Regions from separate parts of the Lactuca sativa genome. Here region 2 is linked to region 1. A link is a contact called in public Hi-C data. All regions are on one chromosome and are shown on one strand. The core of a region is the stretch at or near the end of the contact, and the rest is flanking DNA. Distances in the headings are between cores, read along the strand shown.

Region 1 (5,893 bases), core at 2,211-4,710:
CCCCAAACTAGCATCATAACACCACCTGCTACGCGGTTCATATCTTCAACCAAATAAAAAGGAAAATTAAAACCCAAGTAAATATGAATAAAAACTTGAACATTCTAGCATGTTGAAGAGCTTCTTCGAGCCTGTTTCTTCCCCTCAACAAGTTGAGTATGATTTGCATGGATCTAAGGCACATTTGTGGATCGACCCATACAATGAATGGGCACTTCGATCCAGACTTCGAGCATGCCCAAAACCTTCAACCTGGGTTGTTGTCGATCCATGATGTCAGGATTACAGCTCCTCGACTACAGAAACAAACGATGATTCTTGTATTTGTGTGTAACGGGTCGGAGAAGAAAGAGAGAGTTGGAGATGAAATATTGAGGTGAAAGAGAGAGATCGACAAGCCAAAATACTGATACAATGGCAATTGAAGGAGCTACGTAAAAGGACGAAAATACCTTCACATGCTATGCACGTGATGACATTAGACGGAAAGTGATTAACGTCGTTTAATGGAGGGACCAAGTTTGTACTATCCAAATAATGCAAGGACCAAGTTTGTCTATTATGCCATACCACATGGACCATTTTTGTAATATTCTATTTTTTTTATAAGGATAGATGGACCGATACTCTAATTTGTTAAAACATGCAAACTATCATATTCTAAACTTAAGGACCAAAATAGAATTTTTGACCAACCCTTAGGGACTAAAACTGTAATTCACTCTTTTTTTCATTTCTATGCAAAGATTCAAAAAAGTTAACACAACTCCGCTGTCAGTTTCTTGTTCATGGAATCTTTTGACTTGTAAGAGGCTTTTCCAATATGTTGATGTTTATTGACAGAAAGGAATCTTCAAGTACACAAAAGGAAGCTACAGAATATGATGGGGGACTGACAGCCTCAAAGTCATTTAAAGCAGCCTCCAATGCTAAAAAAGCAGAGGATTTTTGGTAAATGAAAAGAAAAGTATTAACCAATATATATATAATATTCACATTCAATATCTTTTTATAATTACAATACCAACACATGAGTATATGACCAAACAATAAGTTCGACAATAATAAAAAGAATAAGACGAACCTATACAAATGACGAAACCCAAATCAAAACCTCCAACTATTATACACACCAAAAGATAGCATGCATGCTTCCTAAACAAATTCAAGCCAGTTATATAGGCACCAAAACGTCAGACAAAAAACAAACAGACACAAAAAATGTACTCACACAACAAACAATTATACCACATTCTCTTCCTTTTTTCCACCCGTTTCGGAGGATTAATTAAGCCTTCTCCTCTTCTTTAGTTTCCTGAACCGGAGTCTTTGGACTCGTGGTATTCTTCCCAGTGATAGCTTTCTTCGCTTTCATGAACGACTTTTTAACCTTCCCCATAATGCTAATCGATGGCTTTTGGGTAGTTTTCTCTTCTTCTTTAGGAGCAGATTCAGTTGATTTTGTTTCATCAACAGGTTTCTCTTCTTTTGATGCAGTTTCATTGGTTTGAACAGCTTCCTCTACCTTAGTTTCATTTGCAACTCCATTTTCTTTTGGCGCATCAGTTGTAGCGGATTCAAGTTCTTTATTAATTGGTTCGACAACAGTTGTTTTATCTTCAGGGACCTCTTTTGTTTCTACAGTTTCGGTTTCCTTAGCACACTCCACTACTTTGGGTTCTTCTTTCGTTTCAGGAATTTCAGGCAAGTCTTTAGCAACAACTTCTTGTTCATCTACGTTCTTTTCAACAATATCAGAATCCTCTTGTTTCTTCATAGCAATCTCATCAGCAGGAACCGAGTCTACTTTTGGAACTACTGGATCATCTTCTTTCTTGTCTTCAACCTCAGGAACTGCTTCTTTCACAGACACTTGTTCATCTACGTTCTTTTCAGCGATCTCCGCCACTGCCTCTGCAACTTCTGTTTTCTCTTCGGTCTTTTCAGAAATATCAGCGGTTGCTTCCTTTTCTTTCTCAGCAGTCTCCGGCACCACCTCTTCAACGCCATCTTTAGTCTCCTCGGTCTTTATCTCTTCCGATATTGCTTCAACCTTCTTTTCTTCCGATTCAACTTTAGTAACTGGGGTTTCTTCAACTGCCGCCACCTCAGTCGTTGGCTTTTCTTCAATGTTAACTGGTTCGGTTATCTTTTCTTCTACTTCAACTGAAGGCACTTTGGTTTCGTTATCGGTAGCCATTACTTCAATCTTTGCTTCTTCTACTTCAGCAGGTTCAGTTACTTTTTCTTCTGCTTCAACGGTTTCAATTGCCTTTTCTTCTGCTTCAACAGGTGTAATAGTTATCTTTTCTTCTGCTTCAATGGGTTCAGTGACCTTTTCTTCTGATGCAACGGGTTCAGTTACGTTTTCTTCGGCTGCAATGGGTTCGGTTACCTTTTCTTCTGCTTCAACGGCTGGAACTTCGGTTTTTATATCCTCAACGATCACTTCAGTCTTCGGGGTTTCTTCCTCTTCAACCTTCTTCACGTCTTCAACAGTAATAGGTTCAGTTATGGTTTCCTTGCATGTTTCTTCAGTTACAGTTACAGGCACTTCAACGGTTGGTGGAGATGGTGTGTCTTCGATCTTTGGCTCTTCCTTTTCAGCTAACGAAGTAACAACGTTTGGTGAATCTTTCACTTCTTCGGTATTGTGAGTTTCAACCTCTTGTTCAACTGCTTTGACATGATCTCCATCGATCGCTTTGCTGACTTCCTGCAATATATTTGAATATGTATGGTATTTACGTTCATCCCGTTTGTTATAAACTGCCATATCTTAGTATAACAAATTTTTTTAATTATTCAAGTACACGCCATGCATACTGAGTTATTGAACTAACTTTTTTTCAGGTTGGAAATTTGATCTGTTTTACAGGGCATACCCTGATATCCTCAAATCAAACAATTCTAAAAGAACTAATCCGTGTATATATTCTGACTAATAATAAAGAAACTCTTTTAGCATATATCCATATAATTAGATCAGATATTCATCCAATTAGATCCATGAAGAAACATATTACTCGACTAAGAGAAAATTAAGAAGTTACAAAAAACAGACAGCCAGATAACTACTAAGGTCGCTACTACGTTTAACTAAAGATGAACTCGTATAATCAAATCAAAACCAACCCCAATCAAGATTCAATCATATCATACCACGCACATATAATGAAGAACAGAGAAAATAAGAAACCCGAAATTCAAACCTCATGGAGAGCAGGATGATCGGCTACAGTAACCTCGGTAGTCATGGGTGCAGGATGGAGATGTTTGGTGTTTGATTTGGTCTTGTGAGAGAAGGTGAATTAAGAGAAAGAGAATGATAAGGTTGTCAAAAATGGAAAACAGAAAAAGAGTGGGAGAATGTATGTGAGAGGAAGAACCACAAATAGGGCTTAAAAGCAAGGAACTTTTTATGGGGGAGTGACTGGCATTCACATGATGGTTATCTGTCAATTATGTGTGAGTTGGAGTCCTTAAAATTAATTATAAAAAGATGAGGGAAAAGAGATAAATAATGAGATGTAGTTGTCAAAAGGCAAAGTGACAAGCTTTGTAAGGGACCATTTCATTTAACGGCTTTATTTTGTTTTGGTGGTATAGTTGTCTACCTTGTCAATTAGCGATCAACACATTATTTCATAACTCATGCACTTAAGCCATTTCTTTCTTCATTTCATTATATATATATATATATATATATATATATATATATATATATATATATATATATATATATATATATATATATATATATATATATATATATATATAAATTCTTTTATATTTTAATAAAGTTTTTACCATATATATTAATCGTATGTGATTAAGTTATTCATATATGATAAAATATTCTTATTCACATGTGATTAAGCTATTCAAATGTGATTAAACCATTTTATTTGCATATTATTAAACTATTCATATGTGATTAAATTTTGTTCTCACGGTTTATATTTCATAATTGTTTTTGTTTGAACTTTCTCCGTGTGTATATATATATATATATATATATATATATATATATATATATGTGTGTGTGTGTGTGTGTGTGTGTGTGTGCGTGCGCGCGCGCGCACGCTTAGTATCATTTGACAACTTAAAGATTCGTGAAAACATAAGAACAAGATGTTTTGTTGCTCTAATTGAACATGTGAGATAGGCAATTGAAGATGATGGTTTTTGTTGCTCTCAACTTCTTGAAAAATTAAGATATTCTTATTTTTTTTCATATATTTTACTTCACGAATATTTTTCTTGTATCATATTCCTCGAAAATACAAAATAGAAATTGTTTTTCTTTCTAAGATTCTTTAGTATTTTGATTTAAACTAGTTCATGAAATGTAATTATTTAGCATGCTATTAAACTAAATGATGTCTTTGTGTGTCATATTATGCCAAGAAAGATTTTTTTTTATTAAATAAAAAAATAATTTCATATTCATAAACATATTCATTTAGAATGCACATCATACTTCTAAACATATTTTATTAGAATGTTCAATTTAGTAAGAATCATTATCTCTTTTAATCAGATTTTTAATATATTAGTCAATTATGCCCTATAATCCATAATTTTCTCTTTTTAAATATAATTTATCTAACTAAAATACTTTTAGATGAAATTTATTTTATTATATACTATATGTTATTCTATTGTAATATTATAAACTTGATAGATATTATTTTTTTTCATCTATTAGTCCATAATGGTTGTTAATACCACACAATATTTTTTACCGGTTAACTTAACAAGTGTCTACTAGATCAGTAGTAATTAATCAGCTTGGACCTAACCGAATACCACCTTTTTAAATTAATAAATATATAACACTTTGTGAAATTGTTTCATTGCCGATATTACAACAAACACCTCTCAACTTTTATTACAAACATGTAGCATAGGGTTTTATTAAGATTCTATGGTTGCTGCCAACTTTTGAAAATAAAGCCTTTAAAACTAAATCAACTTATACCATTTTAAGAAAATATGATGTTAAAAGACAAAAATACCTAATCATGCTCTGTCCACTTCCTTTTTTTGTATAAAACAAATAGCATTTTTTGTTTTTTTGCTTAAAATGAATATAATTTTTTTTTTCACGAAATTTTAATCTATTATTTTAAGATTTAATACTCACATAAATAGTTGTGCGATTGATTGCAAACATTTTCTTTTGTTATATTAATGATATAAATAATACTATTCGTCTTTTACTTTTCTTGTACTGTATTATGAGTAATAGAACCTATATTAGGGTGACAAATCGGATTATTGTGTTGTGTTTTTGTCTGATACGACAATGTTTTATGTAACACGAAAACGATACGATACGATGTCATGTTTTTCTAACTTACACGAAAACGAACCGATCAAAAAATGACAAACACGAAACGACACGACAAAGATAACATAATAAAAAAATAGTTTATATAATTAATATTTAATCATACATAACACGGCAAACGACAAACACGACAAACACGAAAAACACGACAAATAAATGTTAAATCGTGTCAATTTCGTGTCGAATTTTAAACATGAACACGACACGACACGACATCGTGTTTTGTACACTTAACACGAACATGAATTCGAATTTCAGTTCTGTCTCAATTTCATTTTGTGTCGGGTATTTTTGTTGTGTCTTGTCAACAATTGTCACCTCTACCCTATATATAACATATATAACAGATATAGTCTATTGTTGAAAACATATCAATATTGTTTAATATTAAACCTCTTAATGGAACGAATTTTCACTCTAATTCATTTCAAATTTTTAATAATGTTATGTGTTTGGATTTTAATTTTTGATTCATTTACTCATATACTACCCATACCCATTTACGTTTATTAAATGGGTTGGATGTGGATCATTGTC
Region 2 (6,259 bases), core at 3,281-5,780, 340 kb before region 1:
GTGATAAATGTGTCACTCCAAAGTGAGAACACTTGAAGATCAATTTATTCAATCGATCATAGTATGATTCCATTGATTCTATTTTCTTCTGCTTGAATTCTCCCAACTCTCGCACACATTGTTTGACTGGACTCGTCTTTGTCTTCTCATTTCCATGATATTTCTCCTTGAGTGTATCCCATATTTTCTTTGTAGTTTTTCATCCTCGAACGTAATTGCATACTATTGGTGGAAGAGCACCACGTAATTCACACATACATTTCTTGTCAGTTTCCTTCATCATGGATCTTCATGTGATCATGCTATCAGAACTTGCAGTCGTACCAACATCGACTAACATTGCCTGAAAAAGCTCTCATCTTTTGATCGATATCATCAGATCTTCATCACTCCCATTCAGATAATCCTCCATCCTCCCAGAACATTGTTCATAATATTCTGGAATCAACATCAGAATCTTTTTTGATGATCCGAGCAAGTGAGAGAAATTAGACATGGTGTTCATATTGAAATTTGCCATTGTTGTATGGACTTCGAAGAAAGAGAATTTTTGATTCAAATAGAAATCTAAGAAGGAAATCAATCAGAGATTGATCAGAAATCAGAGTGTAGAATCAATTCAATACAATCAATTAACACCAATTTCATGATTCAATTTGTAGAATATTTTGAATTGGAACGAGCAATTGAAAAAAAATACGATAAACTTCAGTTGATTGAGTGAATCCCACTCTGATACCAATTGATGCAAGTTAGAGATTGATTAAGAACATGATTCAATCAATAAAAGTTGTAAGAAGACACAACATCTAAATATGATATGTTTTGGATCTATTACGTCTAAAGAGTACACAAGAAAATGAGAGTACAAAATCCAAATAACACTTAGTTCGTTCGTTCCTCTACTCTATGTACTTAGCCTATTTATAGGGTACAACCGACTCACAAAAAGATACAAGGATTAGACATTTAAATGTCGAAACTAAGATACCTTGTATATAGATAGATTGTCGAAACTACATTACTTTCGACACCTTACAGACTCTGACTACTTTCGACTCCTCACTACATACATTCGATCCAATATGGCATCTTATCAGTTTCATCTCTCATCATACTATGGTATCTTAACTTTCATCATACGATGACATCTTATAATTCTAATCATTACCCTTAATTACCCTATGTATTATATTCATGAAAATATATATACAACATAAGTCATATAAAATTTATCTTTATAATATTTCACCTAAAACATAACATCTTTGCACATAAGCATATATAGCATTCAATTATCTAAATAGTTCATGTCTATTTGTAAGATGAAAGTAACTATGCACTCAATTGATAAAAGAGGATGCCTCGCAATTTGGGCATAACTTCGCCTTAGTACTTTAGCTTTTCCTATGACATGACCTAAGTTCATATCACTGAAGTCTTGGTATTATATTCATGTGACTAATGATAGTATAGATTCCTCAGTAATCTGAATGTTTACAACAATATCTATCAAGTAAGGAATAACCATGTAGGATCATATCGAAAGTACGGTCCGTTTGGTATATAATGTTTGGAAATCCCACTTTAAATGTACACCTCGCTAAATCTAGCCTATACATCATCCTCGTTAGTAGATCAATCAATATAATGAGTTTGAAATTACTAATAAATCTTAATTATAGGTTCATAATAATAACTATGAGTATAATTACAAGTTACACTTAAAGCAGAGTAAGTGCAACTTAACTTATAAAGTATTTTAATGAAAACGGGGAATTGTGCAGACTGAACTGTGACACGGGAACTTCTATTCTCTAGTTATCTGACGCCGTAGGGCGTCGCTAAAGTGGTCAGGAACTAGAGAGTTTTCAGAGAGAGATAAGAGAGTATGGGTTGAGAAATGAAGGAATTTGAGGGGTATTTATAGTTGGATAAGTGTGTACCATGTATCGACAAGATGTGCATCGCACAATTCAAGAGACATTGATCCTGCCTCTTGCCGCCATAAGGTCCAGATTCGTCCACAACACCATCTCGGCAGCCTGTTGAGCATTGTGTCCCTCGCGCGCGTGCAAAATTTTGATTTTTCAAAAAATCATTTCTTCTTAATACGCGTAGCTATCAATGAGATCTACAATTTTCATTTAGAATCCATCAACTAATTCTCTCTTTATTTTTAAATTTATATTTTTAATAGACTTAGATTGTTAAAATCCGTATAAAAATCATAATTCTTGTATACGATATCCATTCTCGATTGTCTTTATATCAATAGATACCTATTAATGAGATCTTCGATGCTCGTTTAGAATGTTTTTCATAACGATCGACCGATTTGAATTTCGGTTTCTGTGCTAACACAGTTGCGTTGGATACTTCGAAAAATCATAACTTCCTCTCATGAAGTCAGATTTGGATGTTCTCTATATGCATACTCTCGGTTGAACAACTATTTGATTTTCGCTTAGATCATTTCCCCTAAATAATATTGCATTGAAAAATCTATTTATCGTCATGACGAATAATTATCCTATTATTGTTTAATCATCCAGCCCTATCTTATGGGTGTTACAACATGTGCATCCCAGGAGTTGTAGAAAAAGATGGTTTGTGACTACATTCAAATGTTTATCAGCAACAATAAAGGTTCGGATTTGTTGTTTGGTGACTTTAATACGATTCGAAGTGAGGCGGCGAATGATTTTAACAAATTTATTGTTGTAAATGATCTCTTTGAAGTTGTTATGGGTGCATTTTCTCTTACTCGTGTTAGTTCCAATTGTAGTAAGAAACGCAAGCTAGATCGCATTTGTATCTAGATGAACGTTTTGTATCGAATTGCAGTAAGAAAAGCAAGCTAGACTTGGTGTCTTTTTAATCAAATGTCGTATTGGATTATTGATGAGACCTTTTACTTTTTTCCTCCAGGATCAACAAACGAACCAGAGTTTAATCAGATTGTTAATTCTTATTGGAATAATTTATCTTGAGCTCGATGACGAGGGTGCTGCTATTCAATTGACGAACAAATTTAATAGCCTTAAACAAGCTATTTGGTTATGGTGGATACACCTTCAATTTTATTTCCGATTTGTGGTCTTGGCATTGAGTAGTTTGATCATCTATTCTTCAAGACCACATTTTAGAGCACGTTAAACCAAAGAGTCATATATAATTCATTTAATTAAATCTTATCCACATCATCATATATATATATATATATATATATATATATATATATATATATATATATATATATATATATATATATATATATATATATATATATATATAACATATGATTGATAATATGTAACATAATAATATGTATTGATCTAATTTACATCAACATTCAAGGACAACACACAACTGTATCCAAATCGGATACTGAAACCAAAACAAATGTAGAAAAAAAAATTACGACACATCAATTAGAAACTAAAAAAATCAAAAGGAAAACAACAAGTGAGACAAGAATATGGGTGTTCTATCTGATAAGAACCGATCCGATGCCAACAACCTAAAGAAAAAAAAACAACATAATTAGAATCTTTCTTGCTTTTTAATGTTCCATCACCATTTTATGCTCCAATAATCACAATAAAATTCTCATTTGAATAAATACTAGAGAAAATCAGCCCACGTGTTATGTTTTTTTTTTCAATTTTTTTTGTTTATACTTTTGGAACTATTTAGATATTTTTTTTGGAACAGCTGAAACTATTTAGATATTATCCGAAAAGAAGTTAGTGAACCTTACATAAAAGCTTTTTCTTTTCTCTTTCTTAAAGTATTAAACTAATATCGTTGATATTTATGGATTTGGTTAGATAAGCTTTTTCTTTTTTGTTTCTTAAACTATTAAACTAATATCGTTGATATTTATGGATTTTAAAAAGTAACAATAGAATTTGGTTACACTTGTGAACAATAACAACCGACATCTTTCTCGAAGTTAAAAAATTAGTAATAAATATATATTTTCATTGCTTATTACTTTGTTTAAAGAATAAAAAATGCATGATATACAATTATACCAAACAGAACTCTTACTTACCATAAAAATCACTTGGTGATGGCATAAATTGCATAAATAATCCCAGGGATCCATCCAAACAAAGTCAACAACACACATATCCAAAACTCCACCTGCAATCAACAATCAACAATCAGCATACATAGATTTCGCTTCTTCAATACTTTAATTCCTCGAAAAGTAATGAACTAAACATCAACAATTTCGAAATTTCACCTAGAATTCTATCTTAGATCAACCGATATGCATACAGAAGAAAGAAAAATAGACGAATTACTTGTTAAGAAACAGTAATCGAGTGAGAGCGATTAGGGTTTACCTGACACCCGAACTTGAAGAACACACCAAGGGGAGGAAGGATGATTGCGAGAATTATGTCAATAAAGGTTGCTGTACCCATCTTCTTTCTCTTGCTCTTTTGATTTCAACTTCGATTTGGATTTGGATTCCGATTTCGAGTCCGATGTGAATGTTAGTGATGTTTAGAAAGTTAGGCTTTGGTGACAATTTATAGCCTGTAAGATGAAAGGGGTTGAGTAGGACACGTGTCATATTCTGTGATCACAGTCCCTCCTTCCTCCACGAAAATTATGGTGTCAAAAGTTTATTTCTTACGTTTTCGATTTTTATTTTCTTTTTTAGTTTGAAATAAATAAATCTTCTTTAATAAATAATTTTTTTGGTTACATGTCACAGTTTTATTTATATTGTCACATCTTATTTTATGGTTATTTTAAATTAATTTTTATTTTAGATGTTATTTATGGATTTTTCATTTTATTAAGTTTGACATGGTAGTTAGATGTAATAATAAATAAGTATCAAATTTATTAATATATTTTCTTTTTAGTTTTAAAATTATTAAATTAAAACCTGGTTATTTCTTTTGTTTATTTATCTAAATTATTTGTTTAAATTTAAAATAAAAACACTTTAATTTTAATAAGTCAATATTTTTCTTATTTTTTTCCTTATAAATTCAAACTTCTCAAATATTTAGAATTTAATATTCAAATTTCTTTTTAAATAAACTCATGTAATATATAAATCTCACATCTAATATAATTATTTAATAAAATTATTTTATTTTTTTATGAAAAAAATTCTGGTTGGGTGTTTTATTTACTTATTAAAATTAAAATTAAAATTAAAATCTTCTCCTTCACGTCCGGATCCGGCCCACATGCCACCCACCACCCAGGTACCAGCCCAATAAAGTAAAAAGAGCCCATCGATCTGTCATTGATGCCCACTCACTATTCCCACGCGCCTATAGACACGTCAACTTACGCGCTTATATATCTTTTATTGAATTATATATACATATTTTTATATTCAATTAATACTCTTTAAAACTTAAATGAACTAAAGAAATTATTAAAAATTAAAAACAATAAAATAGAAAATAACTAAAAACATTAATCCACTTTTAGGCGCGTGGAAGACGTGTACACTGTTCAAACCTCGATGACGGACCGACCCATGTAACGTATAATGTTTGTCGACAGCACAATATTTGCATTTTCTTTTTTCATTTTTCCTTTTTTTTTGATCGACATGCATTGCATTGCCACCTCCTCCACATATATACAATTCACGTTTATTTATTATCTTTATTTTCCTTTCATAGATCTATTTGATTACTTTACATAAATAACTTTCATATTGTTATTTTCTTAATATATAATGTCTTATAAATGTGACTAATTGCTTTCTTTACTTTCCATAAATATTCTGTTTGATTACTTTACGTAGATAACTTTTCATATAATTATTTTCTTTTTGTGAATTGTATTATAAATGTGTGAGTATTTACTTTCTTTTTATAAATGTTATTAAAGTGTGATATAATAATCTTGTTCTTTTATAAAAAATGTTTTGGAAATGTAATGTAATCTAGGGATGAAAGTGGGTCCAAACCCGGACCGGATGAACCCGAACCTGGATCCGGAAAACCTAGAATCAGTTAACGAGATTTTGTAAAACCGGAAACCGGACCGGTGTATAGGAACCAATTCCGGGTACAGTACCAGATAAGTGGGTCTAGAACCGAAAAATACGGAAACATCAAAGTGGGTAGGTTGGAACCGGATAAAGTGAGTTTAAAACCGGAAAACCCGTAAAAACCGGAATTTTTGGTATTTACTTACTATATAGTGGGTTGAACTTTGAAAATTTTCATATTGATATCCTGACTTTGGGGGACTGTAACTCATTGAA

What was found. A called contact is a pair of places that touch in the nucleus more often than the background predicts.
Region 2: a contact with region 1 is called in a Hi-C map of leaf, with 5 times the contacts expected there. The contact joins the promoter of LOC111895783 here to the promoter of LOC111895778 in region 1. A contact is called at or near these places in 4 of 4 Hi-C or Micro-C datasets (bud, leaf and seed).

The regions. Positions count from the first base shown.
Region 1 is chr9:152,866,581-152,872,473 of Lsat_Salinas_v11, reverse strand. It overlaps LOC111895778, which reads right to left and starts at 3,460. Exons shown (of 2, transcript XM_023891843.1): 1 at 3,213-3,460; 2 at 971-2,716. The coding sequence starts at 3,257. The coding sequence ends at 1,289.
Region 2 is chr9:153,205,584-153,211,842 of Lsat_Salinas_v11, reverse strand. It overlaps LOC111895783 (hydrophobic protein RCI2B), which reads right to left and starts at 4,530. Exons shown (of 3, transcript XM_023891848.3): 1 at 4,359-4,530; 2 at 4,061-4,152; 3 at 3,306-3,523. The coding sequence starts at 4,439. The coding sequence ends at 4,069.